Linked DNA regions of Mus musculus: region 2 is linked to region 1. Evidence: chromatin contacts called from public HiCAR-type data. All regions are on one chromosome and are shown on one strand. Each heading gives the region's core, a stretch centred on a gene start, on an enhancer-like site or on the middle of the called end of the contact. The rest is flanking DNA. Distances are from core to core; before and after follow the strand shown. Region 1 has its middle 32 kb from the start of Gm40124. Region 2 has its middle 29 kb from the start of A930005H10Rik.

Region 1 (3,001 bases), core at 198-2,697:
GCTACTAACCCAATCAACAATCAAACTGCCCCTACTCCTGGGTGAGCCAGCACTGATTGAAGAGATGAATATTCAATATGTGCAAAATTTTCAGGTTCCTCTTATCAGATAACAATCAAGAATTGTAAGAGACATAAACAGGCCAATAAATCACAAATTCAATGGTAGCCTTGCTGAAGCCATCTCACTGAGGACTCATTTAAAAACTGTCAAATAAGGAGAGGCCAAGAGCTTCCTAGGTGACAATTTTAACAACTAGTCACCAAGGAAGAACAACGGAGAAGGGAGTTTGTAGGAGAAAAGCTACTTAGCTTGAGATGGAAATAATTATTTTCTCTCTCCCCACCAGGTAGCTGCCATCACTTAATTGTGTGTGTGTGATTGAGGGGGAGGGTGGAGTGTCATGGGGACACGAGTATCTTTATCTAGTGATATCATCTCTTCCTTTTGTGACAGTTTGTGGACAATATAAGAGTTTAAATTCAGCATTAAATGTAGCAAAAATGTAGCCCCTTTATGACCAAAGCTAGCCAGAGACTTTGGTCTAAATCATAGCAATATGGGTGCTCTGAGGGACCAAGCAAGACACCTCATCCTCAGGACTGGCACAGTTCCCCCTCTAGGTGGGCAGCTTAACATCTAGGCTAGTAGAGAAGGGCTAAGGTCAATGCCCATTCACTTCCCCTATGGCAGGCTTTAGAGGGCACCACCCTTCTGTCACCAGAATGCCGCTCTTCTTCCTAAGTATACCCAGCCTTCCTTTGGACATTAGTTTACACAGTCTTGGAGGATGATCCATTCCAAATGCTCAAATTCTACTATAAAAATATCCTCTATATGCCTCCAATTTTGTTTTTTCCAGTGTTTACTAACTGTAACAATATCGGGGAGACACTGAATACATCTTTTCACTCGGTCTGTAACGGTCTGACAATAAGCTGGGTGCCAAGATCAAAAGAGGAACAGTGATAAGGGTAAATGTCCTCCCTAGCAACAAAGAGAACAGACATAGCAAAGCTATTCCAGGAAGAGGGGCCAGCATTCATCGTATGCAGATGATACATACAAAAGACCACGAATTAGTTCAACGAGGTCGCAGGCTGGAAACCTAGGAGTTGGCTGGCAGACCTGCAGCTGGATAATTCGGTACTTTTCCAGGAAGTTTACTCTGGCTGACTCCTGCAGCAGCTACAGCGTCTGCCCACTCCCTTCGAATAATCAGAAAGCCATTAGAGCTCCCGATGGATGTCCTTCCTGCCCCTTAGTTTCCCATTTCCAGTGTCTTCTCGCAGGCGACATATTTTAAACCCTAATTTGCATTTGTTTTTCCATCTTTCTTCAGCATCTACCTGACAAGCTGGACCACATCAGCGTTCTCTGCCAGTAACCGCTCTCAAGGGTGGAGTTTCCTGTGACCCAGGAAAAAGAGTAAACACAGCCTTGTCAGCTCAACTTTACAGTGAAGCCATTGTGTGCTACGTCAGGAGTGTGGTTAATCTGTCTGAGGACAGCATCGCATACCTGTCTTTGCCAAGCATGTCCCGTTAACTGAACGGACACAAACCTTGACTCTCCCAGAGGTGCCTTTCACGTGGAGCTGTGGTAGTCAGTTTTCATCACTGTGTCAAAAATACCCGAGAAAAATATTTTGACAGAAAAGTTTTATTTTAGCTCACAGTCAAGGCACACGGTCACTTATTCTGTTACTTTTGGACCTGGACCACTGTGAGGTGAGTCAGAACTCTATGGTGGAACTGATAAAGTTAAAATCATCATAATTCAATTACCCTTCAAAAATCCCAGCAGCCGGCAACAAGCCAACTTAACACCTGAGCTTTGGGGCAGGGGGAATTTTTCCTAGTCAAACCTCAGCAGGCACTGAGTAAGGAAGGAGGCTGGTTAAGTCAGACACTATTAAAACTGCTACAGGGCAGGTAAGATCACTCCATGGGTGAGAGTACTTGCTTGGCAAGTCTGGGGAATTGAGTTTCATTTCTGGGACACACATGGAGAAATAAAGAATGTTTATCCTGACTCCCACAAGAAGGGTATGATACAACACACACACACACACACACACACACACACACACACACACACACACACCAAAAAATAAATTGTAGAAAGAAGTGAGAAGGACTGGGTGAAAGGCCATGGAAAACAAGAGAGAAATAGAAAGAGGCCTGTGGCTGTGGATGGGCATCCTAAGGATGGACACAACAAGCTTTGCTTAAACTTCTGGCCCCAGCCAGAGTTTAAGCTGACTGGGACAGTGATAAGCTGTGACGGAAGGACTGTCATGTCACAGGCTGGTTGACGATCGTTGAGGAAGCTGGGGAATGATAAAGACAAGGATGATCATGGCTGCAGCTCAGAAAGGTTGAGGGTTTTCAATGCATTCTTAGCTGACGTTACAGCACCAACCTTTCTTTTACAGATGAAGGCCAAGTTAAGATGGTTCACAGCCTCCCAAGATCAAAGTCAAGTGGAACCATGACCATTGTGAGTGAGTCCAAACTCAACTCTGTCGTCCAAATTCAGAATTACCTTTCATTTACTGGTTATTTGTTTGCTCATTTGATATACGTCTGAGTCTCTGCTACTAAAGTACTGTAATTACTTTTTGGTCTTTTGGATAAGGCCCAAAATCCAGAGGCACACAAGATGCTGAAGATACAGAAGACTTCAAGTCTGAAAATGTCTAATGAGACTCCCTTTGAGCCTCTACATCATAGAACACAACATTATGTGACAGGAGATCAACAAAGGTAAGGATGGGCTGTGGTACATGCTATGGGTTATGCCAGAGATGAGTAGAACACCTACTTGTGTGGTCAGGGGAAGGCCTTGGGGAAAGGGATGGGAGATCTGAAGTATGTTACAGAGTCAGTCATCTGGCAACTGCCAGACCGGTAAGAAATAACCAAAGCAAAGCAAGGTCGAGTGTTTAGGAGGAGCCAAGTCATGAAGGGTCTTCAAAGCCATCAGAGGATTTTGATGA
Region 2 (3,254 bases), core at 51-2,550, 190 kb after region 1:
GCAGCTGCTACATCACCCCCTACCTATGTCTAAATCTCAGTCCCTTGACTGACATGAATTCGGAAGTAATCGCACATCTGTCAGTACTTTCCATGGGTCCTGGAATGTAACAGGCACAAAGTAGATGTTTGTTGGATTTGAGATTGAACGGCTAATAGAACGGGTGCTCTGACACCGGAGTCAGAGCAATAATACACCAAAGTCTTAGGAAAATACCAGCGGTCTTTTACTGAAACTTTCTGCCAAACACTTTAGAGAGGTGAAAGTCAGAAACCCCGAGAAACTGTCGAGCTGTTCTAAGAACTCTAGCGACCACAGACCCCGTCGCATCACTAGGCAACTCTTCCTTTCCTAAAACCGAACTATTGGTAATCTTACAGAATCATCTCCACTCAGAATATAATTCAGGGTAGAGACCGTTCTCCTTAGTTGGTTAAGAGGGGGCACTGTGGCATTTTGTTTCAGGGCTCCTTGAATTTTAGGAGGGAGTCTTTGCTTCTGAAGTCATTTCATTGGACACAAATTTCAAAATCTCTACCGTAGCCTAAGGCCCTGCACACTTGGCCGCCTTGCCCTCACCTCTCTTGTTTTATCCCTCACTACTCCTGCTTTTCTCCTGTCCCTGCCCCCTCCATCCCCATCCCCATTATCTATGCTGGTGTGCTTCAGAGCTTTGCCTTAGGATGCTGGCTCTATCGCTGCTGCTTCGTCTCCTCTCAAGGTTCATCCCTTCCAGTCACCCAGTCTTCTGCCCCAGTGTTATCCCCTGTACACATGTTTTCTCATCCATTAATTTATTCACTCACTTTACATGCTGATCTCAACCCCCTCCTCCTAGTCCCTCCTCAGACAGACTCCCCCCCCCCCACAATACCTCCTCTTCTCTCTCCTCTGAAAAGGACCCCCTGGATATCACCCCACCCTGGCACATCAAGTCACTGCAGGAGGCCAGACAAGGTAGCCAGCCCAATTAGGGGAACAGGATCCACAGACAGGCAACAGATTCGGGGGCAGTCCCTCTCCAGTTGTTGGGGGACTCACATGAATACCACATTGCATATCTGCTTCATGTGCGTGGGGGGGGAGGGGTCCTAGGTCTGAGAGGACTAAGTTAGCTAGAGCAGAGGTGACTCCACGACAGGCGGCAAACTGGCAATTTTGGAGGCTAGGCCTAAGTTTCTGTTTCCCAGAAATGAGAATCGGAATCCAAGAATCCATAGTCAGCCAACCACAGCAGTGTGCAGCCAATCCAAGGGCACCTTTTCATCTGGCCTGAAGTAAGAATAGGTAGCTAGAATGAGTAAACCACCCCCTGGGAAGTCTCCTGAGCCCAACCAGTTATAAAATCAGTCAAACCCTTAGGGATAGTGCTAACCAATCAAGGCAAAAGGGCACACGCCCCTCCCTGGAATTCCCCTGACAATAAAAGCTGGGCCTGCTAGTCCACCAAGGCTCTCAATTCCCAAGTGGGGAAACCCACACATGCATGCAGGAAATTCTGCTGAATAAACTCTTTGCTTTTGCATACTATTTGAGTTTGGGGTATTATTCTCCTATGATCTCGAACCCTAACAGGTCCAGCCCACGCATACTCCCTAGTTGGTGGCTCAATCTCTGGGAGCCCCCAAGGTCCAGGTTAGTTGACTCTGTTGGTCTTCTTATGGAGTCCCTACCCTCTTCAGATTCCTCAATCCTTCCCCCAACTCTTCCACAAGACTTCCTGAGCTCTGTCTAATGTTTGGTTGTGGGACTCTGGATCTGTTTTGGTCAGCTGCTGGGTGGAGGCTCTCAGAGGACAGTTATGCTAGGCTCCTGTCTGCAAGCATAACAGAGTATCATTAATAGTGTCAGGGATTGGTTAACAATCTGGTATACAGAAGTGAAGTGCAGGGAATTGTCTGGTTGCAAAGTGGTCTCCATAGATTAAATTGTAAGATTGTTATCTTAGCTGTTAGATATCTTAATTTCTTAGTTAAAATGTGATTAATATGTAAATATTTTGCGTATTTATTATTTATTTAGTGTGTCTATATGAGGGAAGAGAGGCATGTGTGTCCTTTGACTGATGAAAGTCAGAGGACAATGTGCAGTGGCCACTTCTCTCCTCCCACCTTATGGGTCCCAGGGATTAAACTCAGTGGCCAGGCATGATGGCAAGTACCTTTGCCTTGCTGAACTATCTCACTGACCTTACTTAATTTTACCTAAACAAATTACTATACCACAAGTCTTCCCCTCACAAACCACTCATATGTATACACACTTATGTGGTGGCACATGCCTTTAATCCCAGGATTTGGGATTAAACTCTGTCTCGAAAAAACAAACAACAACAACAACAACAACAACAACAAAAAGATCTGGGTTTGTGACTGCTATTCTTTTTTTCTTGAAAGAGCGTCTCTCTATTATTAGTCCTGGTGCTTGCTATGTAGAGCAGGCTGGCCTCAAACTCACAGAGATCCTTGTGCCTATACTTCCCAAGTGCTGGGATTAAAGGCATGTATCATGCCTGCTAACCTCCTTTCTTTTCTTTTTCTTTTTTCTTTTTTTTTTTTTTTTTTTTTTTTTGGTTTTTTGAGACAGGGTTTCTCTGTGTAGTCCTGGCTGTCCTGGAACTCACTCTGTAGACCAGGCTGGCCTCGAACTCAGAAATCTGCCTGCCTTTGCCTCCCAAGTGCTGGGATTAAAGGCGTGCATCACCACCACCTGGCTTGTGTCAACTTGACTACATCTGGAGTTAACTAAAATCCCAAAATGGAGAACACACCTGGGAAGTATTTTTGCTTCATTTAAAGTACAGAGACCCACTTCTAATCTGACTCTCTGAGGTAGGAAGACACACCTTTAATCCAGATCTTTCTGAGCTGAGAGAAGACATGCCTCTTGAGGCTGGAAGCCGATGGGGCATGGAAGGAGGTAGGATTTGCTCTTTGCCTGCTTATTCTCACTCTTGCTAGCAAGTCCATTCCTTCTCTGGCATTAGAGCCTACTTCTTCAGGATCCCAGTACATACTGAAGTCTAGCCTAGTGGGCTCAGCAACTTCTGACTCTTAGATTCAGATTCTTATTTCCTGTTATAGCTAGCTACTGTTGTATTAGCTGTAAGTCATTCTAAAAGATACCCTTTATATACATACATACATACATACATACATACATACATACATACATATGCAAAGTAACTTTTATTTGCCAGATGTAATTGTCATCTCAGAGGCTTACTGCTAGATGAGCTCAGTCTTTCTAGTTCT

Evidence for each region. HiCAR-type assays count read pairs that join an accessible place to other places.
Region 2: a HiCAR-type map of Th17 cells shows a contact between it and region 1, with 2.7 times the contacts expected there. The contact joins two enhancer-like sites. A contact is called at or near these places in 1 of 15 datasets of contacts at CTCF or cohesin (the NIH/3T3 cell line), 1 of 484 Hi-C or Micro-C datasets (embryonic stem cells), 2 of 115 datasets of contacts at active chromatin or transcription factors (Th17 cells and embryonic stem cells) and 1 of 9 other capture datasets (embryonic stem cells).

The regions. Positions count from the first base shown.
Region 1 is chr3:115,672,499-115,675,499 of GRCm38.p6, forward strand. No RefSeq gene overlaps it. Among named protein-coding and RNA genes, the nearest start is that of Gm40124, 32 kb to the left of the region's middle. Within about 2 kb of position 1,448, at least 73 of the 459 cell types and tissues checked have an H3K27ac peak or open chromatin away from gene starts, as enhancers often do. A contact at or near this core is called in Th17 cells, where this site is marked.
Region 2 is chr3:115,857,656-115,860,909 of GRCm38.p6, forward strand. No RefSeq gene overlaps it. Among named protein-coding and RNA genes, the nearest start is that of A930005H10Rik, 29 kb to the right of the region's middle. Within about 2 kb of position 1,301, at least 27 of the 459 cell types and tissues checked have an H3K27ac peak or open chromatin away from gene starts, as enhancers often do. A contact at or near this core is called in Th17 cells, where this site is marked.